Linked DNA regions of Mus musculus: all the other regions are linked to region 1. Evidence: chromatin contacts called from public HiChIP or PLAC-seq data. All regions are on one chromosome and are shown on one strand. Each heading gives the region's core, a stretch centred on a gene start, on an enhancer-like site or on the middle of the called end of the contact. The rest is flanking DNA. Distances are from core to core; before and after follow the strand shown.

Region 1 (4,314 bases), core at 1,102-3,601:
TCCACACTTACTCTATTGCTTCACTGGTCTTATGCATCCTGGTCTCATTCCGGGATCCATGAGCCTCAGCCCCATTCAGAGGCCGTGGTGACTTGTGGAGAGCTAGCATAGCGCCACTGTACTTAGCTCTTCTCCCTCTAGGGCGAGTACGTTGGTGCCTGTCCATGAGGCCCTAGGATGGGAGAGTTAGGAACTGATAAGGTCAGACCCTCTCTGAACCTTCCCAGAGCTGTGTCTGAAGCTGAAACTAAGAAGATTGTCCCGCTTATTGGTGGCTCCAGCCAGACACGGTGTTAAGTCTGGGTAAGTGGATATTTAGAACGGAGCACCGGAAAAGCAGATCACCTGGAACCTGGACCGTCTGTCTGCAAAGACCAGAAATCCTCCTTCCCCTGCTCATCCTGGGAGTGTTAAGGAACATCCTTAGCACTCAGAAGTGACCACATCTTCTCCTTCACCCATCTCCACCTAAATGGAAAGCCCGGACCTTACACCCTGTAAGAAAACCCAGAACCCGTCTGCATGGCTGTTTACAAACTACAGAAACACGTGAGACTTTGTCCCGACCCCTCAGGCTGGGCCGCCCCAGCCCGGGGTGCCTGTACTGTATGTATAGCTGCAAGGCCAGTTCTTGCACAAAGTGTGTGTGGTCTTACAGCCCCCGCGAGAGGTGCTCACCGGCATTACCCCTTCTGCCATTTCTGATGGGTCACTACCTCATGGCGGGGCTGCTATGCTGTCCCAGCGAGTGTCATTGACTAAACTTGAAATCGGAGCTCTGAGCTCATCGTCCTGAGCCATTCTGAGCTGTGTTCTGGGAACGTTGGAGTCCCTGCTCACCCACCCTTTCGGGGATGTCCAAGGTACATAGTCAGGGGCAGGACCCCAGCTCCACTCATTGCACAAGCATCCTTCTTGTCGGAAGCACAAACTGGTTGTAATTTGAGCACAATAGCAGGTCTCTGGGTAGACAGTATGAGCAAACTTGGCACCAGGAGATCTTTCCCAGATGGGCTTCGTCTTAGGTTAGACCAGGGCTGCCCGTGTCTGTGAGGTTAGACCAAGGCTGCCCATGTCTTTGGCTGACGCACTATGTACACTGGGAACTATTAATTTACTCCTTGTGCCCCTCCTAGGACTTGAGGCCCAGGCCACATCTGTATCCTGTGGGGGTCCTCTCTAGACCTGCACACCCCAAGCCTTTAACAACCAGAGTATAGCTGGTACCTGACCCTACTGAGCCTGAAGAGCCTGGACCCAGACTCCCATCTCTTGAGCTAACCCCGACATCCTTGCTTCCGATATTGATTAGCTTCCATGGAAAGTGTCTACTGTCCCCACTCTCTTAGGTCTTTTCTGTGCACAGTCCTGGGCCAGGACCCATCCCAGTATTAACCAGTTCAGTGTTTGGTCTTGTTGGTGAGACTTGGTCCGACAGCAGCCAACTCAATGCACATGCTGCCTGGAGCAGCCTTTAGAGACTGCAGAGGAAAGAGAGAGAACTCGAAGAATGAGAGGCTGACCCAGCGCAGCCCTTGATGTGGTCAGAGTGCCACCACAGCTACTTGAAAAGGGACAGCTATGGACCTGGGAGTAGCCTCCCACCGTTGCTCCAGCTGCAGGCCTGGAATGGTCTTAGGCTGTGTGGCTTGGGCAAAGGGCAGCTTAAAGCACAAACAAGGAGAAGATGCTGTCTTGCTGAAGGATTCTTCTGCTAGCCATTGTGGTGGTGGCGCCAGCAGGAAGCTGCTGAGAAGGCAGGACATTACATCTCTGCCCTGCCCTCTCCCAGTTCCTGGAGGCCTCCCTTGGAGTCTGGGCTGGGTGCAGCAGGCACACCCCCTTGGCTGTGCCTGGTATGTTTGTGTGGGCAGGACTTGCCCTGCAGGAGCGGTGAATTCCTTCCCACCATGTAGCCCAAACCTGCCACATCTATCCCTTTGTCCTTTCAAATAAAAAACTGCTTACTGCTGCTCTCTTTGCTGAGCACAGTGGCCAGTTCCCCAACAGACCTTCTTGAGCCCAGCCCTTTCACCTCCTGACTCCCAGGTCTTCACTGCTCCTTGTGAGCAAGAGAATCTACAGGGAGAGTTCGGTTTCTTTGACATCATTGTTCTGTCCCCGGTGCCCCCCACCCACTTCATCTCCAGCACCCAGCTGGCCTCCCTCATCCCTGTCCCTTCCACCTTCACTTCTGTGTCCTAAAGGCTTTGTCAGAAAGTGGGAAGTCGGTACTGCCGAGAGTCAGAAAAGACCTCTGATGTCTTGGTGCCCTGCCCTGCCCTGGCCTGCCCTGCCCTGTCACCAGCTCTTATGATGGTTGTCCCTACCCAGACTGCAGGGTCTCGTTTGGCTCATGCACTCTCCTGTGACGTAGTAGCACAAGGTGTGTATATGTTTTGTACCTCTGCTGACAACTGTACATAGTGTATGAAAGTTATTTAAGCCTCATGCTGTACATTTCTGTTCTGGAAATCGGATGTGTGTGTTCTAAGAGCTTGTCATAAATAAAACCATTGTCCACAGAGGTGTGGCTAGTGGGTTGGTGGCCTGTGGCTGGTAGCTCTTTCTTAGGCGTGGGAGGTCGTTTAGGGGTAGGTATATGAGAGTGGCCTTTGTGACTGAGCCCCATACTCTGCACTGAGTTTAGAGTTCTGTGGAGTGTGCTACCTTCTCCCAACCCTCTATGTGACCTGCAGGGCTCAAGGCAGGTACAAGTCATTCAAGAGCAGCCATAAGCAGTGAGCACACAATACACAGGTACTGTTCAGGGTGCTCTTTGCTAGGTCATCCCTCTACCTGGTAATAGGTGGCGGTCTCTTTATGAATGAGAACGGTCATGACACAGGAGGGACTCACAAGGACAGAGCTGAGATTTGATCACCCTGCCCCTCCAAAGGTGCCAATCTCCTTCACTAACATGGCACATGCCTTCTCTAGGACTTGGGACTCCCAGTGTGTGGTAAATACTGGACATATTTTGTTTGCTTGCCACTCACAGAAGACAGAAATGTAAATATCCTGAAACACTAATATAGGGCTGGGAATGGAACCCAGAGCCTCATGCATAAGGCCTACCGCAGATTCTGTCTTATGACTTCTGTCTAGCCAGGACGCCAGGAGCATCTTTTGTTGCTTTGGTTTCCAAATGAAAACCCAAGTGGCTTCTGAAGCCCTGCTGCTTATACTGACCCAAGGAGCCAGAGCTCCATGCTGGGACGGGAGGGGTTCTGAAAGAGACTCTGCTGCAGCAGAAGAGCGTGTGAGAGGGGACCCTTAGCCACCAAAGGGAAGACAAAGCACATCCTGTCCCCAGCCTCACAGGACAGAGCCTCCCGCCTCGAAGAATGGGGTGGCTTCCTGCAGATCATTGATTTTGGCTGGGCAACTGAGTCCCACCCCATGCCAGTCTCCTGCCCCACCCCTGCTCTCCACAAGTTCCTATTCTAGGCCGCTGCCCATTGTGAACTGTGGGAAGTGTGACACTGGGTGTGGCCAACTGCTGCTGGGATGAGCACATAGATAGTCCTGAGGCGGGGAGGGGGAGAGGGTACTTCAACGGTTTACTCCCCTTGTACCGACTCCTCCCTCAGGTCCCAAAGGGTTGACAACAAGAGTATCTCAAATTCAGGTCAGCCTGTGAGGACACCAACACCCTTGGCAAAGGACCCAGGATTTTCAGATTCTTAAATGTGGGGGGGCGGGGGCTTGAGAGACGGCCAATGGTCAAGAATACTTGCTGCTCTTTCTAAAAACCTATTTACAGCTGGGCATGGTGCTGCACACCTTTAGTCCCGGCACTTGGGAAGCAGAGGCGTGTGGAGCCAGCCAGGTATCTCTGTTCCAGGACAGCCAGGGCTACAGAGAGAAACCCTGTCTCAAATAAATAAATAAATTTACTAAGTAAATATAAAAATAAAGTTTAAAGATTTATTTTTAATTGTGTATGTGTGTGTCTGTCTTACGTATGTATATGTGCACGCATACGGAGGTCAGAAGTTGATACCGAATGTCTTCTTCAAGCACACTCCACCTTGTTTATTTATGCATTGGTATTTTATTTACTTTTGGTTCCTTGAGACAGAGCCTCACTATCTAGACCAGGCTGACCTCACTCTCACAGAGCGGTACTTGCTTCTGCCTCCCAAGTGCTGAGATGAAAAGCATGTGCCACCATGCCTGGCTGCCAATTCACTTTTGAGATAGGGCTCACTGAATTGAGAGCTTGCCTATTCAGCCTGGCCAAAAAACTCTGGGGGTTCTCCTATCTCTGCCCCCCACAGGGCTTGGGTTGCACATACACACCCCCATGCT
Region 2 (4,314 bases), core at 1,067-3,566, 380 kb before region 1:
GCCCTTAAGAGTCCAGACTCCAGCACTGGGGATAGATAGCATAGTTTAATCTTGGAAGAGAGGAGATCAGAGCCCTTGTAGTGAAAGTGGGTGTCTCTACTTATACTATACTAAGATGAAGTGATGGCTCAGGGCATTGTGATACAGCTTGGCTGCCTGGCTCTCTGACTGCCAGGCTGGAGGCAGGGAAGGGCAGCAGGATGTGTGGCCACCAATACTCGCTTTGGTATAAACTCACTTCCCTGGGTAAAAAATCTAGCTGGCACCAGGAAGTCTGCCAGCTAGAGATTCACAGGCTGCCCCCCAGTGTCTACCTGTCACATCTAAGAGGATATGAACAGGGGAGGGGTTGCTGCAGGTAACGACAGACTGAGCAGCAGCTGGATTCTAACATTAAGTTCTTTCTTAATTTATTAGAGTTTTCTTTCTTTTTTCAAAGAATTGTATCTATTTTTAATTCACACACACACACACACACACACACACACACATACGCACACTGTTCATTTAGATATATGTTCATTTATAGCGGTTCCTCTGTGTAGTCCTGGAGCTCACTCTATAGAGCAGGCTGACCTTGAACTCAGAGATCTGCCTGCCTCTGCCTCCCTAGTTCTGGGATCAAAGGTGTGTGCCACTTTACCAGGCTCTGCAATGTCAGGAGGCTCCCTTCTCCTACGGCCTCCTCCTCTTTGCTTCTAAACAGGGACTCTATCCCCAGTACCTTGCTCTCAGCTTCCTAGCCCCAGGACAAAGCCCCACCTGGTAACAAAAGGGACACTCCAGGACTGCTCCGTTGGGGAGGAGGAATGTGAAAGCAGTCCAGAAGGAGGTCAGAAGCCCCAGGGCTGGGCCCCTCTGGAGGTCTGGGCGTGGCTTTTCTGGGCTGCTCAGTACCTGGTACTTACAGAATTCTAACAGGGTGACCTGAATGAACACACACGCGGAGCTGAGAAATGGGGCACCTGGGGGCCTACATCATTCTCTGGGAACTGGAGGGTGGTATGGGCGGATGGGTCAGCAGAACTGATACACTGTACCCACACCAACCATCTGCTTTGGGGCAAACTCAGGCCACATTTGGGCGTTTTTACCCCATGTTGTCTTTGCCCAGAAGGGGGCCTTTTGAGTCATTCTTTTGAGTCATTCTTAACTGTGTCTCAGACCGTTGGATATGGACCTGACCTTGTATAAGACACGCATTTCTGGACCTGCCTCAGCCCTGCTGGAGCAGAAACTTGAGGCTGAGGACCAATACTTAAGCTTTAACAAGCCTTCTGGCACATTCTGAGGCATCGTGGTTTAGAAAAAATCACTGGGCTAGCGTGGGCTCGCTCTGCTACACACCACGCTGAATCCTGCAGGGGCAGGCAGAGAGAGAGTAAAGACCCTGTCATCGGCCCCTTGAGGCAACTTTCCCAGAGGAAAGGTAGACTGGGTACACCTGAAAGCTAAGGCACATAATACCTAGAATCAGGCGAGCTGTGCAGAAGGAGACCTAGGAGTGCTAAGGCAGGCAGATCTAGGAGAGCTGTCTCTAGATTGTGTGTGTGTGTGTGTGTGTCTGTGTGTGTGTGTGTGTGTGTGTGTGTGTGTGTCTGTGTGTGTGGTGGTGGTGGTGGTGGTGGTGGTGGTGGGGCAGCAGTATTATGAGGAGAGAAACACCCCGGCTCTGCAGGCTCACAGAGTTTGGGTTTCTTCAGAATAAAGAGTAAAGTGACCAGGACAGGGTGCAGGGCAGGCTGGAACTATCTTAAGAGAGGCCTGGGAGTTGTGGTCATCGGGCTGGGGGCAGGGGAGGGGGTAAAGGGGTAAGGGGTACTGGGCATGGACAGTGGGCGGGGCGAGGCGGCATTGGGCGGGGCAAGGCGGCATTGGGAGAGCTGCGTGCTGACCTGGTGTCCCAGTTCCCAGGTTCACTGACTGTTCATTCGCCAGTCTAAAGAGGATTTGTTTATGAAGGGTGGCACCCACACCTGGTTTGCAAGCTCTCTCCGTTTCTATGCCCCACACCCCTTTGCCGTGCCTCACAGGGGCAGCCCTGAACCTTACCTACTTATTATGGGGATTTCTGGCCAGGCAGCCTGTTCTGCAGGGACCTGCCAAGGCATGGCCCTGCCCTAGGCTCAAAGCACGATGACAACTTGGAGGCAGCCTGGGGTAAAGAGTGGGGTCTGCCTTGGGCGCCCTGTGTCTGTCCATCACAGCGCATGGCTGGAGGCAGGAAGTAGGCAGAGGGGCCGAGGCAGATTTAGTGCAGGATGGAGTAAGCTCAAGGAGACAGGAGAAGTGAGACAACAGGTTCGGGCGGAGGGTGTGGGAGGAAGTCCGAGGCGTGGGAGGTAGCAGAGAGTGCCGTGTGAGAAAGCAGCCGGGCTGTTGGAGCCTGCGGGAGCTTGAAGGTTCCCACCGCCTCTCCCGGTGGGTTTACTCATTCGCACCCTCCTATTCCCTCTCTGCCCAGCCCCCGCATCCCTGTAGCACAAAGAGAAGCTTCCTCGTCTTGGAGTCTTAGGGCTGAGAACAGAGGCTGGGAACTATTTCTGGCTCGACAGACACAGACCTCCGATAAGCATCAATATACAAAGCAGCACATTAGGTTTTAGGGAGCTTTGGGTCTCAAGACTGGTCCATTCAAATTTGCAGTAGAAAAAAAAATCTGAAGTTGAGAACATTGAGGAAATAAACATTCCGAGTGTTTACGGGACAGTTCCTGTCGGCCAGGCTGTCACCAGGCACCGGGGTATATAGTTTTTGACTTGGCCTCCTCTTGCTATGGGTCACTGAGTGAGCTGCTCGTCCACTGTGAGCTCCGTTTTCCCATCGGTTCAATGGGATTGATAATAATGCCCACCTCAGAGTAATTCTGAGGTTTCGGTTGGCTGGGGAGGAAGCACAGTGGCTGAGGGCTTGCCTAGCCGCCCTGGATTCAATCCCCAGCACCGAAACAAGAATACACGAAGAACTTAATATCGGCTAAGCGCTTGCCTCATGCCAGACCTTTGCAAAGCCCTTTGTACACATTACCTCACCGCAGCCCCACAGCAATCCTCTGAGGTAGACACTATTATTATCTCCATTTTATAGATGAGGAAACGGAATCTCACAAGGGTCAAACCGCTCAAGTTACACCAGATCAGATTTGCTGAGAGTGAGGCCGTCTGTCTCCAAGCTTGAGGGTTGACTCACTCTGCTAGGCTCTCTCTCCAGTGACACAGGTTGATCTGTGGTGGAAAACTGAGGAGTGACAGCCTTTCTTTGTTCTGGCTAATCTCTCTTCCTCCATCCCCTGCCCTCCCCCTCCCAGGGTCCAATGTAGACAACTGATCTCAGGGCAAGGACAGATAGGCTCAGCATGGAGTGGAGTGGGTGTGGAGAGGGGGCTCCGTCTTGGCTGTCACTGGGGCATGGTCCCTGAGCAGTGTGGGAGGGGAGGGCCTGCTGGCAGGACAAATGGGCTGACTTTGTCACTTGCTAATTTAGGTTCTTCAGCTTTCCAAACAATGCCGGGGCAGCTGGGGCTGGCTGACAGGTGTCTTCCACTGAGATGGCTGACCCCGACTCTACTACCCATGGCCTTGTAGGCCTCAGCTCTTCTGGCTAGATACTTTCTTCCTCCCATACCCTATAGTCTCTCTCGCCCCAGGAGAGGCAATATGACTTTGGAAACCAGTGTGACCAAAGGGGGATACTCTACCTAGGCTTCCCTCTTTCACTAACCCACTCTGAGTCTCTCTCCTGCCCTCCCCCCAACATAGAAAGCCCCTGGGACTCCTGCGGTCTTCTTCCTTTTCTCCTTCCAACTCAAACTGTCCTCAAACTTATAGCCACCCTCCTGTCTCAGTGTCCCAAGTGTTGGAATGACGGGCACGCGCCACCGCGCCCCACTTTTGTTCTGTTAATTCCTCATTGGATTGAAGGACATAGAAGTTGTGACCCTGGGGTCATTCCCCTGAGTCCCAACTTCTGTCAACACTGCCTGCCTTAGAGTCCCCTGGACTTTTAAAGAAGCTGAAGGAAGCTTATCAGCCTGTCCAGTGCAGAAGTTCCCTAGGAGGCAAGAGGGAGTCCCTTGGAAGGCAGGCTCCCTTACGGTCATGGCATACTCTTAAGCCAGTTTACCAAGGAGAAAGGTTCTAAGGGCCCTGGGGAGCTGGCTTATCTAGCCTTGAGCCTTTATTTAGGTGAGACTGGGGATGATGCTGAGATGGGGGTGGAAGTGGGGTGAATAGCAGAGAGTAGAAACTGTAGATGAATCTGGGAGGCCCTGGAACATGAGGAGTTGTATGTAGCAAGTGGTCATCCTAGGAAAGC
Region 3 (4,314 bases), core at 613-3,112, 290 kb before region 1:
ATGCCTGTGTACAAAGAGCCTTAGCACTCCACAGCAGCATTTGGGTTCACGACTGCATTTGCTTTTGGTGAGACACCAGGCTAGGGCACGGGGGTGGCAGAGTTAGGCTTTGATCAGCACTTGGTCCCTGTTAGGGTCAGGCTAAACCTGACTTCTATTGCTTTGGGGTTATCTGGGTAAAGGAGATGTGCACAGAGCAGGGGGAAGGAAATCGAATTGTCCTGCTGCTTAACGACAAGGCTGTTCTTGGAGGGCTGTTATCAGTTCCAGTGAAAGAAGCAGGAGATAGAAATCTCCCTTCATTGATCTTCCCGGTGTCCTGGATGTGGGGACCGACTAGACTTCTGTGTCCTGAGCTGTGCCCAGCTGTGGTGGAAGTCTCCCTACCTCCATTTATCTTTTCTCCATAACTGCCTTTCAATCTGTGCATGCCCCTGCATCCAAAAGTCTAGAGAAGGTGGTGGTGGTGGTGGGGCTATCTGATGGTGTTTCTGGAGGTACTGATACAAGTTTCATCTCAGGAAGGAAATGGGGCCCCCGAGAGCACTTTTGTGTGCCCAGCACCACAAAAACAATGTGGCCCTCAGAGCCCAAGCAGAGAGCACTTGCATGTTTCAGATGTCTCCTCCACTACCTCTGCTGGTGTCCTGTCTCTGAGACAAAGTCCACAAGCTCCTGGGAAGTATAACCCTGACTTATGGGTTCTGGGAGAGAAATGTCAGGACTAGGAGAGTCCCTGACTTAAGAGCATGACCCTGGGATTTGTAGCTATAGGCACAGACCACAGGGTCGGGGATAGAGGTGTCACCAGGGACCTGCACCCTTACCTTGTCATCGCAGCGGCTGGCAGCCACGCAGTTCTGGACATAGGCCATGAGGGAGTCAATGAGCCCAGAGTAGTTCCGCATAGTCTGGCGGCCAGCATCAGCTGAACTCAGGTTCCTGTGGGAGAGAATGGGGAGGAGGAGGATGCAGATGGGGTGATGAGACGGCAGGGTAGGGACGGGCAGAGTGCAGTGGGCATGCACAGTGAAGAACAGCAGAAAGCACAGGGTAGAATATGAAAGTTGTGGCCAGAAGAAGAGGGGAAGAGAGAAGAATAAATGATGGAAAAAATTAAGAAGGAAAAGATTCAGCCGCATCTGCCTGGCCCTGGCTGAAAGGGGTCTCCTCCTGAACTCAATTGGTTCTGTCTTGTAGTCCCCAGGCACAAGACTCTCACCTCAAGAGCTCCACTGCATCTGGCAGCCCAGCTCCTGCCCTCTAGTGGCCACTTGAGGGACAGTAGTTGGAAGCTACTGCTTTTTGTGGAAGCAAAGCAGATCTGAGGAGGTACTGGACCAGAACTAAGCAAAGGGTTAACCTGGGGTCCAGATGTAGCTATCTTTTATAAAGCTGTGTTCATTCCCAAGCACTGTAGGTTCTCCTGCCCTAGGTGGCGTATATGGTGCATGCATAGGATGTGTGTGTGTGTTCTGTCACACCCAACAGTCATGTGGCCCCCCAAAAGTTCTTACTTACTCTGGCATTTCATTTACCCAGCCTCTTTGCCCTCTGGAGGCTGTGTCTGGAGGCTGCTTGGGAGAAGCACAATGGGAGACACAAAGCATACACTAACTTCTCCCCTACTCTGGAAGTTCTCTGAAGTTCTGGGGGACAAATTCCACTGTGGCTAAGGGAGACCCTAAAGGGGACCTTGTTCCATGGTTTCCATACTCCATGTAGGTACCCTCCCTGAAGCTCTGAGAGCAAGCCCATCCAGATCCTGCCAGGGCTTTGCCACACCCTGCCGTGGAACTCAAACAACCTTGGGCCAAGAGGCACCATCGGCACGCCAATGAACATGGCAAATGGTTTTGGCACTCAGGTGGGAGGTGACTCACGAGCAGCCAGTCAGTAGACTTTTTGTATAAAAAAAAAAATATGTTCTTCAAGATAGCACAAGAAGTACATTTTTCTGTGGGTGGAGGAGGGGATTTTAGTTGAACTAGTTTGGATATTCAAATGCAGGCCATTTCCACTCTATAGTCCCAATGCTATCCTCTAGATCCTCTCAGGGCATTGCAAGGCATAGCCAGACTCACAGACATTGTTAATACCTGACTCTTTGTCCTGGAGCCAGCCCACAGAAGGCAGGGCCAGACTGAGTGGTATGTTTCCTACTGCGGCTGGATGTTGGCTGAAATGGAGGCTGACTGTGGAAAGACCTGAGTGGAAAGACCTTACGTGCCCTCTTCTCTCACCTCAAGCAGCCTGTAGCATTGAAGAAGACCTCAGGGTCCACTACTTCCCGGGACATGTTGCTGTTACCATCACACCAGCCAGAGAAAGGAATGATGACCCGGTCAGTCAGAACAGGCAGGGCGTCGGCCACCAGCTCCTCCTTCAGCTCATCAGTGGAAGACAGGTTCCAGAGGAGCCCTGGACACAGACATGGTCAGCTCAACACGTTAGGCTCTGAAGACCTGAAGTCTCTAGTGGCACTGCCCAGAGTCTAGGCTCTGGCAAATGGCTACCTTCCAGGTAGGCTTGGCCCATCAGATCCATTGTCTGATTTCCTCATGATCCTGTTCTCAGTGCCCATGTAGATTGCAGGTTCTCTGAGGTCTTAGAACATCTCAGAGTTCTCTGTCTAGGTAAGAGTTATGCACATGGACACAGCTCCTAAAATACAGTTGGTTGGTCATTGGTTTTAACCATACTCTTTGGAACTTAGAACTGTTTAAGTTCTAAGCCATTCTCTGTTTTCCACTTGAAACAATACACAGAGAATATCAACCATGGCAGTGAGTCCAGAAATTCTCATTAGTTTGTTACTCTGAACATTCTTGTCTTCTCCAGTCTAATTCAAGGTCTTCATGGTGGCTCCTCCATCCTGTATCCCACCTTGTTTGCTTCATGTACTTTGTGAGCACAAGGTAACTGTAGTATCAACAGCCATCCTTTGAGATCCACTGACCCTGACCCATTGGCCTTGCTCCCCTTCTATCACCTACAATCTCAGTGCCCATGACACAACACTCCTTCCCTTGCACCCCAGCCTTGAAGATGCCTTCTGAAGGGTGTGCATCACCCGAGGTCATCATCTGGGTGTCACCACTTCAATTGAAGCCAGTGCCACTGAGTTCCTGAATCACAGCTCAGTGAAACCCACACAGCTGTGCCTTGACCTAGCCTAGAGGGACAGGCTAGAGACACACCCTACCACCTTGCCCACCCCCCACCCCAGTTTCCTTTCTGTAACACCCTACCAGTCAGCTGTTTTTGGATCTCCGTGCTCCCGCTTCTCCTCAGGAGGCTGACAGCTTCACGGATTCCGTTCTGCCTCCTGGTCTCCAGCTTGTTGGGGGTGCTCCTGAACACCAGGTTGCGCAGGGCCCCGGCAGCAGCCTGCTGGACATTCTGATTGGGGCTGCGGAGGAGGTCCACCAGCTTGCAGATGCCCCCCAGCTGATAGACCTGCCGAGAGAGTAGGCCGTATTGATTGTTTAAAGGAGAGGAGGGAGAGACAATTTTTCTCTGCTCAAAGTAACTGATTCTCAGACCAAAAAATTTAAACAACAACAACAACAACAACAAAACCAGTTCAGAAGCACACAAGTTAACCACAAACAAATACAGCAATGAGGTTATGGTAATTGACCCAGGCATGAAACCCAAAGACCTGAATTCAGAGCCTAGCTCCTTCCTATCCTACTTAGGGACCTAAGCAAGTCTCTCCTCTGTCTGGAGCCATATTTTCCTCTCATCTTTTCCTCTCCTGGGGCAGAGTGAAGGCCAGAGAGAAGATGCACTTCCATGTTCTTCAGAATCCTAAGGTGAGGCGCACACACAAGGTGCCACAGAAACTTTCTTGTGGTAGAAATGTTGATGAAAACCACCCCAGGCTTCTAGGAAGCCACTTGTGGCACACATAGCTGTGCTATGTCTTGTAGGTGTTTTCCTAGCTGGGCAACAGTGTGGGGAGCATAAATGAGCCCTGTTTTCACTGAGGGAGGGAGGTAAGGGCTGGGGAATAGTCATATCCTTTAGTGGAATCTGAAGCAGGGAGTGTCTGTGAAACTCATGGCTGTCATTGAGCCATGGGACTCTTCCATGGCTACTGCAGACCATAATCCTCCCACTGGAACAGCTATTATTACCATCACTGCAGAAGCAGCAACTGCTTGTAAGAGACCCTCAAGATTGCGTTTGCTGAGTGCTGGGGCAATGGGTTGGTGGGTAGGGTAGAAGTGCTTGTCACAGATCCTGATGATCTGAGTTCAATCTCTAGGATGCACACAGTAGGTAGGAGAACTCACACAGTAGGAGGTA

Evidence for each region. HiChIP or PLAC-seq counts read pairs in DNA pulled down with a chosen protein or histone mark.
Region 2: a contact with region 1 is called in an HNF4G HiChIP or PLAC-seq map of pancreatic cancer cells. The contact joins two enhancer-like sites. A contact is called at or near these places in 1 of 115 datasets of contacts at active chromatin or transcription factors (pancreatic cancer cells) and 1 of 9 other capture datasets (adipose tissue).
Region 3: a contact with region 1 is called in a FOXA1 HiChIP or PLAC-seq map of pancreatic cancer cells. The contact joins two enhancer-like sites. A contact is called at or near these places in 1 of 484 Hi-C or Micro-C datasets (myocytes) and 2 of 115 datasets of contacts at active chromatin or transcription factors (embryonic stem cells and pancreatic cancer cells).

What each region holds. Positions count from the first base shown.
Region 1 is chr1:136,175,475-136,179,788 of GRCm38.p6, forward strand. It overlaps Kif21b (kinesin family member 21B), which reads left to right. Exons shown (of 35, transcript NM_001039472.2): 35 at 1-2,527. Among named protein-coding and RNA genes, the nearest start is that of Mroh3, 35 kb to the right of the region's middle. Within about 2 kb of position 2,352, at least 24 of the 459 cell types and tissues checked have an H3K27ac peak or open chromatin away from gene starts, as enhancers often do. A contact at or near this core is called in pancreatic cancer cells, where this site is marked.
Region 2 is chr1:135,791,570-135,795,883 of GRCm38.p6, forward strand. It overlaps a transcript of Tnni1 not described here. Among named protein-coding and RNA genes, the nearest start is that of Tnni1, 5.7 kb to the right of the region's middle. Within about 2 kb of position 2,317, at least 116 of the 459 cell types and tissues checked have an H3K27ac peak or open chromatin away from gene starts, as enhancers often do. A contact at or near this core is called in pancreatic cancer cells, where this site is marked.
Region 3 is chr1:135,881,654-135,885,967 of GRCm38.p6, forward strand. Pkp1 (plakophilin 1) reads right to left here. Exons shown (of 14, transcript NM_019645.3): 5 at 3,252-3,459; 6 at 2,244-2,421; 7 at 828-942. Among named protein-coding and RNA genes, the nearest start is that of Pkp1, 35 kb to the right of the region's middle. Within about 2 kb of position 1,863, at least 16 of the 459 cell types and tissues checked have an H3K27ac peak or open chromatin away from gene starts, as enhancers often do. A contact at or near this core is called in pancreatic cancer cells, where this site is marked.